5 separate regions of the Zea mays genome follow, and regions 1, 2, 4 and 5 are each linked to region 3. The links are chromatin contacts, called in public Hi-C maps. All regions are on one chromosome and are shown on one strand. Each heading gives the region's core, a stretch centred on a gene start, on an enhancer-like site or on the middle of the called end of the contact. The rest is flanking DNA. Distances are from core to core; before and after follow the strand shown. Region 1 holds the start of LOC103653298 (abscisic acid 8'-hydroxylase 3-like). Region 2 holds the start of LOC100216617. Region 3 holds the start of LOC778434 (core alpha 1,3-fucosyltransferase). Region 4 holds the start of LOC103653295 (Remorin family protein). Region 5 has its middle 19 kb from the start of LOC103653295.

Evidence for each region. A called contact is a pair of places that touch in the nucleus more often than the background predicts.
Region 1: a Hi-C map of bundle sheath shows a contact between it and region 3, with 2.5 times the contacts expected there. The contact joins the promoter of LOC103653298 here to the promoter of LOC778434 in region 3. A contact is called at or near these places in 13 of 25 Hi-C or Micro-C datasets (bundle sheath, ear, endosperm and 3 more).
Region 2: a Hi-C map of tassel shows a contact between it and region 3, with 5 times the contacts expected there. The contact joins the promoter of LOC100216617 here to the promoter of LOC778434 in region 3. A contact is called at or near these places in 6 of 25 Hi-C or Micro-C datasets (bundle sheath, ear, leaf and 2 more).
Region 4: a contact with region 3 is called in a Hi-C map of ear, with 2.6 times the contacts expected there. The contact joins the promoter of LOC103653295 here to the promoter of LOC778434 in region 3. A contact is called at or near these places in 2 of 25 Hi-C or Micro-C datasets (ear and endosperm).
Region 5: a Hi-C map of tassel shows a contact between it and region 3, with 3 times the contacts expected there. The contact joins the enhancer-like site here to the promoter of LOC778434 in region 3. A contact is called at or near these places in 2 of 25 Hi-C or Micro-C datasets (ear and tassel).

Annotation. Positions count from the first base shown.
Region 1 is chr4:60,549,001-60,552,937 of Zm-B73-REFERENCE-NAM-5.0, reverse strand. It overlaps LOC103653298 (abscisic acid 8'-hydroxylase 3-like), which reads left to right and starts at 2,592. Exons shown (of 9, transcript NM_001347215.1): 1 at 2,592-3,000; 2 at 3,095-3,413; 3 at 3,633-3,785; 4 at 3,863-3,937. The coding sequence starts at 2,780.
Region 2 is chr4:60,272,906-60,277,033 of Zm-B73-REFERENCE-NAM-5.0, reverse strand. LOC100216617 reads right to left here and starts at 2,210. Exons shown (of 4, transcript NM_001366965.1): 1 at 844-2,210; 2 at 555-626. The coding sequence starts at 1,737.
Region 3 is chr4:60,408,824-60,412,923 of Zm-B73-REFERENCE-NAM-5.0, reverse strand. LOC778434 (core alpha 1,3-fucosyltransferase) reads right to left here and starts at 2,668. Exons shown (of 7, transcript NM_001112457.1): 1 at 2,321-2,668; 2 at 249-409. The coding sequence starts at 2,668.
Region 4 is chr4:60,191,046-60,195,278 of Zm-B73-REFERENCE-NAM-5.0, reverse strand. LOC103653295 (Remorin family protein) reads right to left here and starts at 2,666. Exons shown (of 7, transcript NM_001301576.1): 1 at 2,410-2,666; 2 at 1,649-1,736; 3 at 1,343-1,480; 4 at 431-1,246; 5 at 1-115. The coding sequence starts at 2,649.
Region 5 is chr4:60,171,315-60,175,163 of Zm-B73-REFERENCE-NAM-5.0, reverse strand. No RefSeq gene overlaps it. Among protein-coding and RNA genes, the nearest start is that of LOC103653295, 19 kb to the left of the region's middle. Within about 2 kb of position 1,968, at least 20 of the 20 cell types and tissues checked have an H3K27ac peak or open chromatin away from gene starts, as enhancers often do. A contact at or near this core is called in ear and tassel, where this site is marked.

The DNA of each region.
Region 1 (3,937 bases), core at 1,343-3,842, 140 kb before region 3:
ACTTTGCCGAGTGTCTGGATAAGACACTCGGTAAATCATCCTTTGCCGAGTGCCAGATGCGCGGCACTCGGCAAAGAAGCATCTTTGCCGAGAGCCGACTGTTGGCACTCGGCAAAGACTGACGGCCGTCAGCTTTGGGACGGCCGCTGACGGCCTTTTGCCGAGAGCCCCATTTGCCGAGTGTTTGACACTCGGCAAACATGGATTTGCCGAGTGTGGACCTGTACCGAGTGTCCTACGCTCGGTAAAGACGCTCGTTACCGAGAGCCAAGCTTTGCCGAGTGCGGCTCTCGGCAAAGCCGTCTTTGCCGAGTGCCCGAGAAAAGGCACTCGGCAAAGCGTCCGGCACTCGGCAAAGGCTCTGATTCCGGTAGTGTAAAAGCAAGAGTACTTCTGGAAACCAAAACCAAAATGCATTCATCCAGAATAATGCATGCACATGCAAATATGTCGCCACGTGGCGGATGACAGAATAACACACATATACGACTGTACATGCATGACGATCTTGCTATCTCTCTGCACGGTCTCCGGGCCATGCATGATGGACTCAGGTTTGCATGGATCTGCTTGCTGACGTTGCCTGGAAAGTAGGGCTTGCGTGCACGGGCAGTTCATTAACTTGTGGGCATATATACCAGGTACGTACACTGCACAGAGCTTACGTGCAAGATAAACGGCAAGCTAGCTAGCACCTAGCAGGATGCTAGGTAGGCACAGATATAAGGGCTGCCCATGCGTGCAGCCAACTAACATTATTATATATGCATGGTTAATTTCACGGTATTACTAACAAAACAAAATACGTATGACTCCGTGGAATATAAATATATATATGTGTGTGCATGGCGACAATATGTGGATAAATTTTAAGACGTGTAAAGGACACTAGCTTGCCACAAAATCTAAACTTTTCACCTAGTACATCCAGGTCCCCATGCATATGCTCCACGCAATGGAGCGAGCACGAACCATATGGCGAAACGTGGGCACATGGTGCCTGCCAGCCATAACCAAGAAGCAAAACGTCAACGGTAGGGATGGCAACGGGGAATTCCCCGCCGGGGAATAGCTCCCCATCCCCGTCCCCGTGACGAAAAAACTTCCCCGCGGGATCCCCATGAACGCTTGCGGGGAGCATTTCTTCCCCATCCCCGTTCCCCGCGGGGATAAATCCCAACGGGGATCCCCATCCCCGTTTAAATTACAATTAAGACATACATACTTTGCTATTAATGTTAAATATTGCCGCTTATACACATTGTCAGATATAAGAAATCATTATGCATACATCAAAATGAACACATTTGTACAATTAGTGGTCTCTTGATAAGGTAATTATTTATTTTTGTCGTTAACTAGTACAAAAAACATAGTCACATGCAAGTTTAACGGGTCCTCGCGGGGAACAGGGATGGGGAATGCTTCCCCGTCCCCATCCCCGTTTACCCGTCGGGGGTTAAATTTTCCCCGTTTATATCCCCGCGGGGGAAGTTTCTTCCCCATCCCCATCCCCTAATGGAGGAATTCCCTGCGGGGAATCGGGGATCGGGTCCCCATTGCCATCTCTAGTCAACGGTGAGGGGGGGGGGAGGGGGAGGCACTAGTACATACAAAGTACAGTGTCCGTGTGCTACGACCATATATAGATCAGAACATCATGGCTTCATGGAAAGAAATGAGTTGAGGATTGGGGGAAAAGCTGCGCGCAAAGCTCGTGGATTTTGGATACAGAGGGTTCTTTGAAGCAAGTTTTAGGATTGTTTTTTTTATAAAATTGTGAACCATGTAAACTAGTGCTTTAGTATAGTATTTAAAGACTGCCCAGCGTACAACTTTTGAGAGTCGTCTAGTTCTCAACCGACGGTCAAAATAATTTACATCGTTTAATTTTAAATAGAGAAAACGCTGAAATACCGGCCGTTAGCCTAGTTTGGAATCTTTGAGTTATATAAATTCCATTCAAATAATTGTAATTTAGAGATAGATGAACTAAGCTAATTTAGTTTTATGTGAAATATATTATGTATATTGCTATTGACCATATGGTTTATATGTTATATTCCTACTATATGAGAGCAAGCCAAAGATCCTATTATAAGATAGAGAGTACGAACATAAATTTACAGATATGTAAAATTAATTTTCATTTTTCACCGTATTAATTTTTTGGAGATAGATTTATATCTAAAAATTTGAAAAATGGTGGAATGTCAAATTCCAAGTTAAATAACCCACTCTATTAAGTACATTCCAATTCCTTCAAAATAAATGGATCCAAACGGACGGATCCTTAGCGAAAATCAATTCTGCAGTAACCATAACAAGGAGGGTTCGAAAAAAAGGAAGTGTAGCTCGAGCATAGTTTTTTTTTGTCACGCCTCTAAACATAACATGGAGTGTGTAAGGCAATGTTAGAGTTGCTCTAGTCACACATGCATGCTCTTGGTTTTAGCCTATTTTATTCTCTACTCCCCTAATATTTTAGAAATTGTGTGACCAGGATCAGACAAGTGCTATTTCCATTGACAACCCTCTCCACTTGCCTCCTGGATCTCTATAAATACCACAAATGTGGCTCCCCTCTCACCACCACCGTTTGGAAAGAAGATCATCTCAGATCGCTCCTCTCCCCTCGTGCCCCTCTCCCCTCGTGCTCCTCTTCAAATAGCACTCGGGTACAAAAGGGAAGTACAACGAAGGCACTTGGCTGCCTTCTGAGGCTGAGAGAGGATCACTCTTCTTACAAGTTGCAGCGTAGGGGCGGCCACCACACCACATGGCTTTCTTCCTCGCTGTAGCTTGCATCTACATCGTCTCCCTCACTCTGCTGGTGCTGCTGCTCGACGCGAGCAGACGACGGAGAACAACCGGAGGTGGCAGTAGCAGCACGGAGGAGCACAAGCTGCCTCCTGGCTCCCTGGGTCTGCCGTTCCTCGGCGAGACTCTCCAGCTCTACTCCCAGAACCCGAAGGTCTTCTTCGCCTCCAGGCTGAAGAGGTATTATTACAAGAGTGCCGGCCATTGTTCTGTTAATTAGATGCAAATGCCATCATCTTTCTTCGAGACTAATTGTCTGTGCCGGCCCGCATAGGTACGGCGAGGTGTTCAAGACACACGTGCTGGGTTGCCCCTGCGTGATCTTGGCGAGCCCGGAGGCGGCGCGGATGGTGCTGGTGTCTCAGGCGCACCTGTTCAAACCGACGTACCCACCGAGCAAGGAGCGCATGATTGGCGCGCAGGCCCTCTTCTTCCACCAGGGCGACTACCACCTCCGCCTGCGCCGCCTCGTGAAGGGCTGGCTTGGCCCGGACGCGCTCCGCGGCCTCGTGCCCGACGTCGAGGCCGCCGTGGCGTCCACGCTCGACGGGTGGGAAGGCCGCGTCACCAGCACCTTCCATACCATGAAGAGGGTACGTGCCAGTGCCAGTGCCAGCCAGCGCTACTGCGAACGGTCCCCCAAAAGAAAAGAAAAGAAATGCAATGCGTGTGCTGCCGGTCTTTCGTTCTAGCTCTTGCACTGTACGCTTGCGTGGACGCGTGGTGCGCGCGCATGCGCTGCCGTAGTTATAGTTCCTGACGGTGGCCACCCCACCCCGACCTCTTGGCATTTTCCTGCCCTTGGTTTGCAGCTCACCTTCGACGTCGGCGTCATCGCCATCTTCGGCCACCGGCTGGCCGGCCACGTGAAGGAGGAGCTGAGGAGGAACTACTTCACCATGGAGAAAGGCTACAACAGCTTCCCCATCCCGGTCGCCTGCACCAGCTACAGCCAGGCCATCAAGGTACTGCGGCCGAGGATTTCTGTTCTTTGTTGTTCCCCTCATCGTCACAATGTCATCAACACCGCACCCCCATGCAGGCGAGGCAGCGGCTGGGCGCGGTGCTGAGCGGCATCCTGGCGGAGCGGAGGGCGCGGCGGAGCGACGACGACGAC
Region 2 (4,128 bases), core at 961-3,460, 140 kb after region 3:
CTCCAACTCCAAGAGACACTGAAATTCAAGATCTATATATATTTAAAGAGAAAATTCATGCTAATCTTACTTCTTAACTAAGTTCTTCAATTAAAGCCCAGCTCGGCAACAGTTTTTTTAAAAAGAGTGGCGCTTCTTTTAAAATGTTGATCATTTGAATAAAATCTCCACTTAATTCTTGAAACGATTTTACCTTTTCAAGTTTTTCTTAGATTTAGTTGTGCTCATATCAATTGTGGAAATCACCTATAAATGATTCAGAGAAATTCTACATGACACTTGTTCAAACGTACATCACCATAGAATTTAGCTTTTTAAAAGTAGAACTATTCAAAGTAAACAATCTTCTGTACCCAACTTCCAACAGTCCAACCCTTAAGGAAAAATCACTGTAACTTTACTAAATAAATAAACATATGTTATTTTACCAAAATCTGTGAAAGAACTGCTGCAATTAACATTGAGCCAGGCATGCAAATGTGATCAGAATCCCTTTCCGTTAAGTGACAGAAAATACTCTTCACTGTACAGAAATTGTACAACATGGTATATACCTGCTTCTTCTGCAATTCTGCATTTTGTTCCTTCAGTTTCTGAACTTCGGCTTCCAACTCCATTGTATAAGCCTACATTCGTAACAGATATAAGCAACAGGTTATGTGTCGAAGTTGCAAATGTGATAGGCTAGGCCAGATGTGAGTCTACCTTACTACCTAATCAAATATCCGTTGATTTGGACAGGGCATAGACAAGGCCAATGTGCTTATTTATCAGAAGCAACTTGCAATAAGAAACAACTACTACTGATGCAACACATGCAAGAGTTCAGGAAAAGGGTGTGACCTGCTTACGGGCACGGGATCTAGCTGCAGACTCCCTGTTCTTGATCATCCTCCTCTGCCGCCGCTCCACAACCTTCTCCACACCCGCACCGCTCCTCCTTCCCCTTATCACTCCCTCAAAGGGGTATGGCACCGGAGCCATTGGCGATGACAGATCCTCATCGCTCTTGCCCATAGAATCCAGCTGGGCCACCGACGTATCCACCGGACTCACGGTGACCGCACCACCTGCCATCCCAGCCACCCCAGGCATCAACCCGTTGCCCATGGCCTGATCCCCGATCCCCACCGGCGCAAACACCATCGCTCCAGCCCCGGCGTCATTGGCGCCCCCAAAGTTGCCGAAAAAGATGGAGGCGCCATTACTGACCGCCTGAATCGGCCGTGGAGCAACCGGCTGCGCAGGGACAGCAGCAGCTGCCGCGGCAGGGTTGTCACGGACGACCCCGGCCCTGACCAGGAACTCCTCCAGCGTCATCTCCCCGAGAGTCGGCTGTCGGTTGGGCTGCGGCTCCTCGCCGCCAGCCGTCCCGGGCGGCGCCTCCCGCACGAAGTCCCGCCAGACCTCGTCCACCGTCTTGACGCTGAGAGTGCGCGGCAGCGCGAGAGACCCCTGTCTCTGCAGCGCCGCCCCGCCGTCGACGGCTGCCCCCAGCGCGGACACCGAGGCCGAGGCCGAGGCCGAAGCCGACGCCATGGCCTGGCTCTCCTCGGCGGTCCAGATGCTCCGCAGCAGCTCGTCCATGTTCATGGAGCCGAAGTCCTTGCCAAGCCCTCCCCCCATCCCGCCGAGCGTGTTCTGGAACTCGTCGAACGTGAGCGAGTAGATCGACCCCTGCCTCGACAGCGGATCCGGCCCCGCCGGCCCCCTCCTCTCGCATTCGTTGAGATCCATCGCCTCCCCCTCCTCTCACTGCGGCGCGACGACGAGGCGGGCGACGAGGAAGCCAGGCGGAATTCGCGGCGGGCTATATAGGTTGCTTGCGGGTTCTCGAAGACGCCAAAGCGAAAGCGATGGGCTCGTGCGCGGGCTCAATCGATGTGTGCGACGACCGAATTGGAAGGCACGGGCCCGGACTGTGCTGTGCCTGTGTGCGCCTCCGGCTCGCCTCAGTGGTAGTGGTGGACTGGTGTCTGGTGGTGGTGGTGTTGGGGTTGGGTGGGAGGAGGCTCGCGCTGGCAGCACCTGTCCCGCTCGCCGAGTTGCCTCGTCTTGGTGCGGGCGCTGTCGTCTCGCGCGGCGGGGGCGGAGGTCAGAGTGCGGCGGGCGACAGGTGTCCCTCCCGACGCCGGTGCCGGCGGTGTGCGTGTACGTGCTAACTGATAACGTGAAGTCGCCCGGATCGTCTGCGTTGATGCACGCGCCCGCACACCCACTGCCACGCTGCCCCTGTCGCAGAGGGTCCGGCCCGTCCGGGGGAGGGAGGGGTAGGCAGTGCGTGCCGCAGTGGAGGCGGAAGGGCGTACTACGTGGCGGCGCACCCAGGATCGAGCCGGTAGAGGCGACGTCAGGCCAATCAAAGCGCGAGACGTGTGTGTGTGTGTGTGGGGGGGGGGGGGGGGGGGGGGGGGGCAGCAGCAGTCACAGCACCTCCGTTGGCAGCCATTTTTTACTCCCCGACAAGAACATAAGTCACCTACGAGGCACGCCACCCCGGTTGGTGCCGCCGCGGCCGTACCGCCGGCGAGTGGGCCAGGGCAGCATGGGGCCGAGGCATCAGTTGGTCTTGGTGGGTGTCAGTGGGCAGGTGCGCGGGGTAGGCGCATTCACGGAAGCATCGTACCAACCAGATCTTGGCTACCATGGAACTGTTCCTCGTGCACCGGTGGTTCAGAACTAGGAATAATCAGTTGATTTTACATATCGTTAAACTTTAGGGCTTGTTCGGTTAGCTCTCAATCCATGTGGATTGAGTGGGATTGGATGGGTTTGAATCCCAAACAAGTCAAACTTCTTCTCAATTTTTTCCAATCCCATCCAATCCATGTGTATTGGGAATAACCGAACAAGCCCTTAGGGGGTGTTTGGTCCGGGTCACATCAAGCATTTGACTTTCAAATAGGAGTATGAAATATAGACCCAACCAACTGGACTAGATTCGTCTCGTCTTTTAATCTTCGGCTGAGAAATTAGTTTTATAATCCGACTACATTTAATACCCGGAACGGAGGTTCAAACATTCGATATGACAGAGGCTAAATTTTAATTTGGGGTAACCAAACACCCCCTTAGTCTTATCTTGTTAACTTTGCATTTTCATTCTAATTGCTGAGCCTCCATCATAAGTAAGCTCACACTTGATTAATTTTGATCAAAAGGTTGGAGATAAAGATTATGATGATGAACTTGTTGGATACTAGTCTAGTGATTTCTTCGGTCATCTTCACGTGGAAGGATGCTCATGTTTCGTTGAACTTTGATGAATAAAGGTTAAGACATTATGTCTGTTCGAAGTGTAATATGTTAATAATATTTATTTACGCTTTTATGCATTGTTTTTTTGATATATTACACTTCTGACATCAACATATGTGTGGAAATAGATCCTGACACACATATGCTATGCATTCGGTTTTACTCTTAAAACTGGGTATGACAAAAAATAACCAAACTCTCTAACTCCCACACCAACAAGGTTGATAAGAAAGCCACTACACCATACTTGTTGAAAAAGAAGAAAAATCACAAGTTGGTGGCCATCAAGATGAACAAGCAAGCCAAGGCAAGAGGGGGGTGAATAGGAATTTGGAGACTTGACAAAGGAAGGGTGCATATTATGCTATGCATCATACTAGATCATGTCATTGCTAAGTGAGTTAGTGAATACTATGGACCAAATTACTCCTCCCATGTTATAGTTAATTAGATTTATGATCTTGCAATTTCATTAACATCTAGTTTCTTTTGTGCCTAGGTTTGTATTTTGAAAGTCACCTAGAGGGGGTGAATAGGAGAAACCTGAAAATTATAAACTTTGGACACGCACTTCACCCGGAGTTAGGATTAGAAATAAATATTAGTGAATTCGGAGTGCGGAAGATGGTTCTCCTTGCTCAATCAATGCGGATAACTTTGGGAGCAAACTCAAAACAATATGAGCAAAAGAGCTTTAGAGAGAGGGGAGAAACAAATCGAATGGTGAAGATCAACACAAGTGGACACGACGATTTGTTTCCCGAGGTTCGGTTCCAAAGAACCTACTCCCCGTTGAGGAGGCCATAAAGGTCGAGTCTATTTCAACCCTTCCCTCTCTCAATCGGTCACTTAGACCGGTTGAGTGTTTCT
Region 3 (4,100 bases), core at 1,419-3,918:
CAATAAGAAGAAACTGCAAACTGCATTGGCATTGGTCCATTAGCATTTCACTTCTTAGCACAGATATCAGAAGAAAAACTAGTTCCAGTGTATAAATGACCAATATACACAAATAGATAATTTTATGGTCCATCAGTATTAAATGAAGAGTGCAGTTTAAGGTATGTGTACCAAATTCTGAATGTCAATTCAAATGGGGAAAGAAATTGTAGGAAATCACTGATCAGAATAACTTGGTTCTTACCCACCCTCGAGCCACATCAATATTATTCTCTGAATAATATTGAGATGATTCCATTGATCTGAGGATACCATCTACAGAAGGATCTGGTGCAATTCCAAATGTAGCATCAGGTGTCTTACTCGCAGAAAAACCAAATTCACATCCTACGTAGCATTTATTCCAATCCTGAGTGAGAAAAGGAAATACATAAGTTTCATATATAAACAGATGCGAAGTAAAACATGGATAGGCCATTAATGTTATGGATATGCAGCACAATCTCCATATATGCAGCAAAATCTCCATAAATAGCAGCACATCATGTCATCACTGATTGTGCAAACACAAACATATGGACCTACTATGCTTAAAGCATGTATGGCCCAACAATAATAAAATTTCAAAAATATTTTTTAGATAAAACGCCTTGTACCCTTCCTACTATACAAATCATAAACTCGTACATTAGTTTTATTACACAAGTAATTCTACTCGTCATCAGCAATATCAAATAATAATAAATTAAAACAAGTTGTGGGACAGCAAACACAAAAAAACATTTCCTAGTAGGGGCGGAGATTAGAGTCAGCCAGCTTGGGCTGCGGCCCCTTTTCATTCAGGCATGCCAAGTTGGTTAGGTGGTCTGAGTAGCACTCCTCAGGTGTCGGTGCCGCTATGTATGGAGATTTTCAAGCTGTGGTTAAAAAATCCCCTCGGTTGTCCCACACCGAAGCATAGGTCTAAAGTCTGGTCCCGGTCGTGGTCGTTTTCACATGGGCTACGGTGTCGGTGCCGCTATGTATGGGTGGGGTAGGGGTTTGGGGGTTTTCTCGACCTGTGTGAGGTCTTCTTCTTAATACAATGCCCGAGGGCTGTCTTACCCCGTGCAGATCGAGTTTTTTTATGTAATTAAAAAGCTAATGACTTGTAGTGCATGCTAGGCTCAAACTAGTATTTTACCTACTATAATCCACCACTCAATAAATTTAATAATTCATAGAACTATGATTTCCAGTGGCGATATATAGCTTCTATAGGTGGCCCCAATCAGTATTTTAGGCAGGTTCCACCACTGCTTTTAAAACAAAAGACTTCCCAAGCATTCAGAACAACAAAACTCCAATTGAGGATAAAATTGAAAGGAGGGCATTGAGCAGTTTCTTTTGGGAACTGTTTACTCCTTTGTATTTAGAACACACTCCTTGAGTAACACATTAACACTGCCTCCACTTTCCTTTCTACATCAACAGGACACAAGATTTGTTCTAATCTAAGAGCAATACAATTCCATCCCTCTAAAAAGAGATCGGTTGATGAAGAATAAGTTCCAAATGAAAGTTTCCAGAACCATATTCTATTCAAACTTACTATATTTATCTGAACAAATTATTCAAATTGACCATTTGAGACATACAGGCATGCAGAAATGACATGAAATAGCATTTCCACAACTTCCTGTTTTCATTCAAGGAACAGGGTGCTAATCTAGTACAAAGGATTAGGGATTTAGTCATATATAAACATGACTGGACATAAAATCCAACCAGTTGACCAGCTAGGGCGATACATGGCTGTCAGCTCTCATGCCAAGCATGACCACTATGGGGCAGGACAGAGAGGGGAAACTAAAATAAAGCATTTTATTTTGGGTGATCTTATTTGTATCAGGCACAGTTTCTCTCTTTGGCCCAGTTAAGCCACAAATACATAAGGTTCGATAATCATATAGTAACTAGTGGCCTAGTGCTACTCTCTCAGACTACGCATATACAAGTAGGCCACAGACAATCTGAAGAAGCCCTCGTACCATTCAATGACATTGTTATATTGTTATTTGGACGACTTAGTATTTCATATAAATTTGTAATGAATGAAAATGAACAAGCATAAAATGCTGCCATGCTTCACCAAGTATTGAATACCTAACTAGGCGGATGGTAAGATTAGATGGTCTAGGTTTTACGCAACAGAGATTTCACCCCAACTTACGAAGCAACTTCGATCCACCTGAGCAGCAGATCAGTGGAGCCCATTCGTTAACAAACTAACTTTCCTAACTCAAACTAAGAGCACGAGGGAAAAAGGCATGCACTAGACCTTGGCAGCGCCACCGACAAGCACGGGATCACTGTCAAAGTCGCGGTCGTAGGGCACGGCATCCTCCCTCTCGAGCCGCTGCTCGCACAGCCGGATCTCTTCGTCCTCGCTGTCGCCGCCTGCCCTCGAGGCTGCGCCCCCGCCAACGGCATCGCCCAAATCGGCGGAGCGGCGGTAAAAGGAGGTGGTCCAGCTCTCGACCGCCTCGGCGTTCTTCGCCATGTCGAGGCGGCCGAGGAACGCGATCTCGGCGAGGAAGGCGGCGCCAACGAGGAGCGGCAGAAGACACCCCCAGCGCCGCCTCCGTACCGCCTGCGCCCCCGCCTGCGAGTGGGAGGAGCCCTTCATCGCTGGCCCTCCTCGCGGACGCCTAGCAGGCGCCGGCGGGGAAGTGGTGGAGAGATCGCGCGGGCGACCGCGAAGGGTGAGCGGAGTCGTTGGACGACCTGGTCAGGCTAGTTTGGAACGAGACAACGACCCCAGCGCCAGCAGCCCGCTGGGATCTTCCTCGCACGGATTTGGTTATGTTCGGCCGCACATGTCAGAAACATGGAGTGGCCGCATGCCTATGGACTTTGGGCAAAGCCGCAGCCCACAAAGGCCTTTGTTGGGGACAGCCGGTGGTCATCCCCCGTCACCCTTTCCTCTTTAATGCAAAAAATTAAGTAAAATTATGTGTAAACTGAGAGAGTTTGGATCTTTGTAGTTAGCTCCACATTCCAACCACCAAATCATACCAACCACCAAATCATAGAACATATATATTTGTGTCTTATTAAAATAAAGTTTACTCATATGATATATAAAAATCGTGACAATGCACAGGCAACTGATTAGTCGAATTCAAAATAGGAGATGTGATAAGTAAGAATGCTCGAGACAGCCTAACGGGTTGTTGATCCAAAGCAATCTAGGTATGGGTGGTAATGAGCTCTAGATTTTACACTACAAACTTTAAATATCAAATCAGATTAGGATCGGATCATATTCCTATTTATTTTTGAACCAACATTATTTAAGGGCTCTAACTTTTTGTGAAGGGGTATTTGGACCGTGATCCATTACCACCCCTAAATCTAGGTAGAGTGTGATTGGTTGGGTGGTCAGATCTCTCGCCAGGCTCAACCCGACCACCTACTCTGCATCTTTTGTTGGGATATACTAAGCTTATTTATATAATGCTATATAGCCAGGAAGGAGAGGAACATTTTGGCCGTACAAACTCAGAAGAGAAGTGTTTTTATTAGTTTTCTTGTTATACCTCTTGATTGATGCATCCAATTAATAAAACGATTTCGCTTTTATGTTTTTGGTATTTTTATGAACAAAACTAGATTTCACTTAATATATACAATATTTTTATTTTTTTGCTTCTTTCTCACCCAATCAACCAATCAAAATCTATACTAGATCTAGCACAATAGAGAAACGAAACCAATCAAATAAACTTGGTCTATTGTATATCGTCCCAACTCGACCTGTTGAGAGCACCTAGAGGGGATGAATAGATGATCCTGCAAAACTTGCTCCAAACAATGCAAATTTGGTCAATAACTGTGTCAATAGAAAATAAAACCAATTTTGGATGAAAAGAGGAGAGAAGAGAACTCTTCACTTGATTGCTCTCTTAAAACGAGTATTAAACTAGGAGCAATATTCCAAGTGAATATGAGCACTCGAGGAGACAATAATTGCAAGATAAGAGACACTGCGATTTTTACCGTGGTTTGGCCAATGCCTACTCCACGTTGTCGTGACCTCCTTTGGTCAAGGGTAGCAC
Region 4 (4,233 bases), core at 1,417-3,916, 220 kb after region 3:
GTGCTGGGAGAGGATGACCTGCTAATAGCAGGGCTTGTTTGTGTTGCCACATCCTTCCTCAGAATAATGGGGGCACTGCTAGTGGCAGAGTCTTTTATGCTTTCAATTCCACCATCTGCACAGAAAGAAACCAAAAGGTCCGCCTTGAGAAATTTGAGCATAAGCGCTTAGGTCCAAAGCATTGTTTGCTGAATATTAGAACCAAAAGCTGGCAAGCAACATTTAGTTCGTCTAAACCTTATAGTTCAATATGGAATTCAGCTACGTTAATGGTTAACCGTAGAAGTTTGTCATCTAACAGAATTCTCGTGCTAAATAACACATTAAGAGATAATGTAGAGGGCGGGATCTTTGTTCTATTATCTAAAACAAAACTCAATAAGGAAGAATATACACATTACACAGTGCTCAAGAACACAGGGACGAGTACCTTGTATAGATTGAAGAGAAGCATGCAATGACTGATATGACTCCATTGCACTACCATGTTGCTGAGAAACCCTGGTGGGCTGCATAGCAGGATGCCGAACATTCATTTGACCAGGCCTGCAGCCTCCCTGGCCATTGCTACTATCCTCACCCGATGCTCCACTTGCATCCCTTTCCCAGTCCATAACACCCCCGCAAATATGCTCAGGTAGCAACATCCCAGCCATGTAATGTGCATTCACAGTGAGATTTCCAACTCTACCGTTGTCAAGAAACTGAGCCGACGACGAAACACAAGAGTACGCCCCACAAAATCTACCGGGAGGTCCAAGAGGCCCACTTTTGGATTTTGGCCGCCAGAGTTGCGGGACCGACCTCCCGAGTGCATTGTTGGGGTTGGGGTTGGGGCTGAAGATCCACCTCTCTGCATCCTCCCATTTCGATGGCAGCGTCCTCCCAGTCCCAGTGCTGTAAGGTAACACCATGCCGCTCCCAGAATGGCTTGTATGGCCGGTCCAAGGCGGGATCACTCTTTCTGAACGAGGACCCTGCTGGTAGCCAACGCCTGCCATCCCACGCCGATTGCAGCTCGGCGTCCCCGGACTAGACAGCACGTCCGGCCTACTGTGTGACGGATACGATACGCCCATCCCCTTGTTCACCACCGCGACACCGGCGGCCGGGAACCCCGGAGAATGCGTCGAGGATCTGGCAACACCAGGGCAGCCGAAATCAAGCGAGGCCGGCCGCTGCGCCCTGCCCTTCCTGCCTTGGAAAAGAACAGCTCCCAACCGATGATGCCGCTGGTCCTGGCGTTCTATCAAACAGGATGTGGGCATAGCAGATTCAGCCTCGGGGGCTATACCAGCGGACAATGGCCAGGTAAAAGGATATTGTGGTAGCGTTGCGTTACCTCGAGTGAAACAGGGGGCTGCATTCTTGGTCTGCCCCTGGGGTCGTGCACCATGTACCCGCTTGTTGTCCTTGGCCGCTTCTAATGCCCCGGCGCCCTCCTCCTCCTCCTCTTGTGGCTCCGTGGAACCTGCAGAAGCTTCAGGAGGCGCAAAAGTCCATCAACTTTAATGCCTGCCAAGTCGTGCGCATTCATTTAACAAGCAGAGAAGCAGCAACAAGTGCACAACTGGACAAGCGATGAAGCGGTGTGGGAGGAGGGAGTACAACTGTAAAAGCGATGCGCTGTTGGCCACGTCGTGCTCACCGTAGGAGGACGAGGAAGTCAGCATCTCGTCCCGCTCCGGATCCATCGTCCCCAGTCGACCACCCCGGCGCACGAACCTGGTTAAAGGCTGCACCGACAGTTCTCTTCATCAGGTAAAAAGTAAGCACAGCCTAGTCCGCGCATGCATGCAAACAAACAGTGGATCGATCGGTCAAAAGAAAAGTGAACTCCCCATTTTCGCCGTCCCCGTTTGCCAGGGTTTAGGGCCCCATATTGTTTATCGTAATGGGGTTTACCACCAGAGAGACGCACAGACCTTATTTCTATATCTAATATCTACACTATTATTATACAGTCTCTAGCTGGACAGTGCCATATCTTAACTCCGTTGCTTCTTGTCCCTTAGCACTGGCATCTAGGTGTACGGTTTCGCTGATTACCTAAATCCGCGTGACACAACTTGCATCAACATACAGCATCGTCGCTAACCCAAAAAAATCAATCCTCGCACGCATATATGCGTCTCTGCTACCTGATCAGCGGTGATGACGATGTCTGATTCGTCTTCGCCATCTATCTCTGTCAAGAAATGCTCCACGTACGGAAAGGGAAAGCAATCGACCAAAACCCTGGCGCGTCTTGCCTCCTCGTTTTTTTTCCCACCCAAGTCTGGCACTTCCACTCCACCATAGTAGCTGGTAGTGGAGCTGTGCCGGCGCAGTGCAAGGTAATAACGGCGAACGAAACCAAGCGTAGCAGGTAGGGAGGAGGCATGGAAAAGGAGAGGACGACTGACTGACCGAGTCGCCGCCAGACGATCCGCGCGCGCTGCTCCCGCGACTCGCCGAGCACCCGCCGCTTGCCTCCCCGTGCCCGTCCTCCACCACGGCCCCGCCGCCGACGCCGCCGCGGAGCCCCGCCCCAGTCTCACCAGCACCGCCACCGCCGCCGCCATCAGCAACCCGCATCTCTCCGTCCCCGGCGACGACTGCGTGAGCGGCAGCCGCAGCACTACTGAGAGCGGACAGCGGAGACAGCATGGCACGGCACGGCGCAGCGAGAGACGCGCGCGGTATTAAAAATGGCGGGTGAGGGAGGTGGCGGTTTAATAGCAGAGGCGAAGTGGGAGGGAAATGAATCCATCCACGGTCCGGTCCATCCCCCGGCCCGCGGTGGCCACGCCTCCCTTCCCCAGGAGAGTACAGACTGTACAGTAGAGTAGACAGACACCAGCAGTAGCAAAGTCGCAGTAGGTACGGGCATCTCGAGGTGGATGCAAACGTGGGGGTGTGGTGTGGGGGTCTAGTAATAACTGCGTCACGCTGGAATTCACGCCGCGCTTGCCTGTCCTGCCAGCCTACCGCAGTGATTGTGCCCGGCCCGCCGTACTTTTTCACCGCCGGCGGCCTATATGGTGCGTGCGTCAGTGAAAAGCCTACATTGTACATTCATTCTGGAGCTCTGGTGCGTTCTACAGTACTGTACGGCATTGAGTTGCTTCAAGTCAGAGGTAGCGGGCAGGCTGGCAGCTAATCCGAGCGCCTAACCTTGCTCTTGCTCCCTATGACTACAGAGTGCACGGAGCCGGAGGACGGCCGGAGTGCCAGACAGAAGGTGGCTACCCGCGCACCGCTGTCCGCTGACTCTCTGAGGCGCTCATCAGCCAGCCTAGTGCTGGGGCGCAACCGCGCAAGCCAATCGTCGTGCCAAATGTGCAAAAAAAAAAAAATTGGACCGTGCCGTACCAGCCCGAAGTATAAAATCAGTGGCACAGTCCAGTTTGGCTGTAAACCACGTCGTACCTTCGTTGACCCGTGTCGGACTAAACCCGACCCATATATTTGAACACATAAAATCAAAATATTACACCCACATAAAGTCTATAACTTACTAAATTAAAGATATTAAACAATCCTATCATCATTTAACCACAAAAACTCTGAATATCACAACAATATAAAGTCAATAGTCTACTAAATTAAAGAAAATTAAACAACTTGGCCTTTATTGGGCCGTGTCGGTCTAAGCTCGGCCCATATGTGCGGGTCATATCGGAGCCGACGGACTGGAATTTGAGGTCCGGCTCAGGCCAGCCTTCGAATCGTACTAGCCAGCACATATTATTTCGTGTCGGATCGTGCTTTGATCTGCTATTTTCGTGTTGTGCTCGTACTAGCCCAAAAAATCCAGCCATATTCTCAGCACCAAGCCAGCCACCAACCAACCGTTTCGCCGATGCTGTGCTACGTGCGCGCGCGCGGCATGCGTACGTGCTGTCGTCGGGTGACAGGTGGGGATCGTCCGTTTTCGGCCAAGCCAAGCCGTGAAGCCGGCGCGCGCGATCAGGTGGGTAGACTGCGAATCTCGGTGTCCAGGTCCAATCGACGTCAGCAATTCACGATTTTTTTGTTGCGTTGCCGGTTGCGCAACAAACTAGTAGGTGCATCATCTGTCACAAGACTCGGAACAAACGAAATTTGTTGCGGGACTAATCACCTGTACGAACCGAATAGGTGTTGTGTTGGGTTCGACCCAACTTTATTAAACCTAAATAAAGTTTATATTTAGATATTTAAAATTTTTGATATGACACGAACTAAATTTTAGTCAAGCGATGGTGGCCT
Region 5 (3,849 bases), core at 719-3,218, 240 kb after region 3:
GTTGCCATCGATCTGGGCGCCAAACACCAAGAGATGAACCACCTAGCGGTGCTCTATGTGAAGGAACGGACGGTCCATGACTTAGGCATAGGAGCGGCTGCTTCTCTGCGTATGTCCGGATAGTCAGCGCCAGAGGCTCGGATTGTCCACGATGGCGCAAAGTGTCGTCTTCTTCGCAGCAGGCCTAGATATCGCCTCCTGGGAGGGACCAAGTCGGTGGGGAGAGATCCTAGGGTGTGTCTTAGAGTTGATAGGCTACCAAGACGCCTTTAGTCGACGTAGAGCCGAAGAGAGGTGAAGATTCGAGACAAAGTAAGGCTAAACTAGGGATACTTCTAATGCATAAGTTAAAAATGATAAGTAGAATTGATTGGATCGATTGTAGGGGTTCAATCGGCCGTTCCCCTTCATCTATATAAAGGGTGGAGATCTGAACCCGTTACAAGTCGGTTCTCGAGTTAATCTCGTTGGTTTTGCTAACAAATCTCGCTAGAAATCTGGATTCCTAACTGATTCTGCGCACGTGTAGATTGTATGTGTCACCACCGTAGACAGTCCAGACGGTGTACCGATGGACAGCCACATGGCAATTTTAGTGTTCAACAATTAGATAAAAAAACTAGAAAGGTTAGCTATCATCATCTTTCTTTTTATAAGGCTGTCCACACTCATTGAGCCCTAAATTTTTACCCTAAAAAGAATATTCTATCCTGGTCAGCGAGATTCTCTACTCTATACTACAATCTTCCGCAGTCATATTTACTCTATATCTTAACTCTATACCTACTACCACATATTATATTATTTTTTTCCACTCATGCGCCTGTGTCGTACTGCCGCGTCGGCTGCTGCCCTCTGCGCCTGTGCATAGAGTAGCACTCCGTACAAGCGCTGGCTTTACCGTGCGGGCAGCCTTACGGTAAAATAGAGTTCTACGTGGAGTAGTCCGCTGCACCATATTTCTACTGTAAACCCAACTGTAAACGTATAGCGTCCAGTTTCCAGCTCGCGACTGCGCCCAGGTCCGACAAACACTGATATAAGAAACTGATAAAAACTCGTATCCAGTGTCGAAAACACCAGATTTAAGAGCCGAGGGAATCAAACAGATCGTAACAGAAGAGAGAGAGGATCTTTGCCCGGAGGTTGACCCAAAAATTTTAAAAAAGGCAGGACCAACGAGAAGATGCCATGGAACCGTCAAGAGACTGCAGTGTGCAGCGATGAATCGAACGATGCCACTGGAGAGTTGGTGACCAGTGAAGGGCGCTTCAATACCACGAAGCCACAGGCCACACCGCCACAGGGCGTTCGGGTTGGTCAGGGCAGGTCAGGCAGGCAACGGAAGGCCACACGGGGCAGCCGCCGCCGCCGCCGCACCGGGGACCCGTGCCGTGCCGTCGCGCGGCGGTTCACGGCCTCATGCCCTCGGCGGCGGGTAAAGTGTACTATGCTACTCTCTACTCAGCACGATCACAGGCGGGCGCGTGTGGTATTCAGTCAGGTCGTACGTACACGTCTCCATTGAAATCGTGATGCGCACTAGCCAGCTAGCTAGAGGCGTAGACCGGCCGTCCGCCACCGCTGCCGGTTCGCCGCTCCTATTAATGCTACAGTGCCCTATGTGGCTATGTCACGGAAGATCGAACATTACATATAGCCGGAGGTCGACCGTAGGCAGAACGACTTGCCATGCATTGCTACGCGTACGCCCATGGGTGGCAATCAATTTCTGTAGCGATCTGAGTATACGACGGACTGAAAATAATCATCACATCGTCAGAGTGGTGGCAATTGGGACTTCGGAGCGGAGAGAGGGATGGGCCAAAGTGACGGCTTAACCACGGACCGGACGTGAGATGGTGTCGAAGCAATCAAGATACAACAAGGCGTCCAGGACCAGGACCAGGACCTCAAGGCCCAAAACGATACACACAACAAACGCGAGCTTTTTACATACGGCCCGCGAGAGCCTGCAGGGACGGACGAGTGGTTGATTACATTCTCTCGCCTCCTCTCCTGTGGCCGGGCCGGGTCAGTCAGGTTCTGTGTTCAGGTGGGTCTAATTTCGCAATTGGGTGCTCCAGCCTACTGCAAATCCTGCAGCAAAGAGTGAAGTGAAACGTACGGAAGGGCAAAATTGGTACAGGTGGCACGGCGATGGTGGCACGACCAGGGCCAGACGGAGGGGGCCAACTGGAGCGGCCGCACCGGGCCCCCAAGTTTGGAAGGACCCTTCAAGTATGTATACATGTATATATAGTCTTATGTGATGGATCTGGCCTGCTAAAATTACAACGATGTGTTTTTCAATTATTTAACTTACTAAAACTATGTCTGCAATTTTAATCGTTGTGCCGCCGCCATCTTGGTTTCATCCGTGACTTTGTCCGTCTAGCTGGTCGGCGATCGACATCGGCATGACGACCTGCTACCTGCTGTTGGCCGCCGGCCTCGTGCCCTAAAAAACTTATGTCTTCTATGGAGATTTTTTTAATATGTTCGGCAAATACATTGGTATCAAAATATTTCAATCGCTTATCGGATATTATTTACTGTGCACATGACGTGATTGTGGCATCAGCTGAGATAAGCTTCTCAAAGTTGAAATTGTTGAAGAACTATTTAAGGTCAACGATGTCTCAAGATCGTCTCAACGGATTGGCTACTTTATGTATTGAGAAAAATTATTAGATGAGTTTGATAGCAACACTATTATCAATGACTTCGCATCAAAAAATGTTAGAATTTTTTTGAGGTACATGTACAAAGATTTGACGTTGTTTTGAATATTTATAGACTTTTATCATACAAAAACTTGCTTATGTACTTAGAAGAAAGTGTAATATATATATATATATATATATATATATATATATATATATATATATATATATATATATATATATATATATATATATATATATATATATGGTAAGGCTATTGGGATCAGACCATTCCAAGCCGCCCCCATCTAAGCAGACCAGCCTGGTTCGATCGATGTGAACCAGGGTGGCCAGCGTGACAAACGCAGTAACGGCAGGAAACGGTTTTAAAAGGCAGGCCATCCGCGCGATGTGAGATGGTGGGTTATTGAACTGCATGTAACGCAATCCACGGGATTGCATTATATGCATGAACAAAATTATGGGACGGTTATTGCGGATGATAGATCGTAAATTTTTACGGAGGTTCATATCTGCATGTAATACCGAGGAAAGATTGTAAATAATATACTTTCTGGTATAATGTTTCGTAAAAAGTATCAGGTTATGTTTCTGGTATACTTTCTGTTATAGAAAGCAAAAAACAGTGGTGAAGTGTATACAAATCAGCATAATTTGTAATTGGTATTGCATAAATTATGCTATGAAAATTCATATAAACATAAAAGGTATGGGGGGAAAATATCCCGACCGGTTATGGTTTGAGACGTGGGCAATCCCTGAAAATAAGGCATTTGGCGCGGAAGTATTGGCTTATTGGGCAGTTGTTAATCAGTTCAAAGTCAACATACAAAGCGAAAAAAACCATCTTGGTTCTCTACATACTCCCATGCTTGAGCGGTTATGTCATCACCATTTCACAGATCACTGACTGCGCGGTTCTCCCTGATGCGTCCTCTAGGAGCCTGTATGTAACACCCTGATTTTGGGGGTATAAAATTTCTTTCTAATTATCACCCAAAATCATGTGTTACTCTTCTTTTTCTCACTATAGTCTTTCTCTCTCTCTAGATTCTTTCTCCCTTTTTCCTTTTGATTAGAAATAGCTTAAACTAGTGGAGGTTATTATTTTTTTTGCCAAAACCTTATGGGTCATGACATGTTGCATCATGCTGAGCTTAAA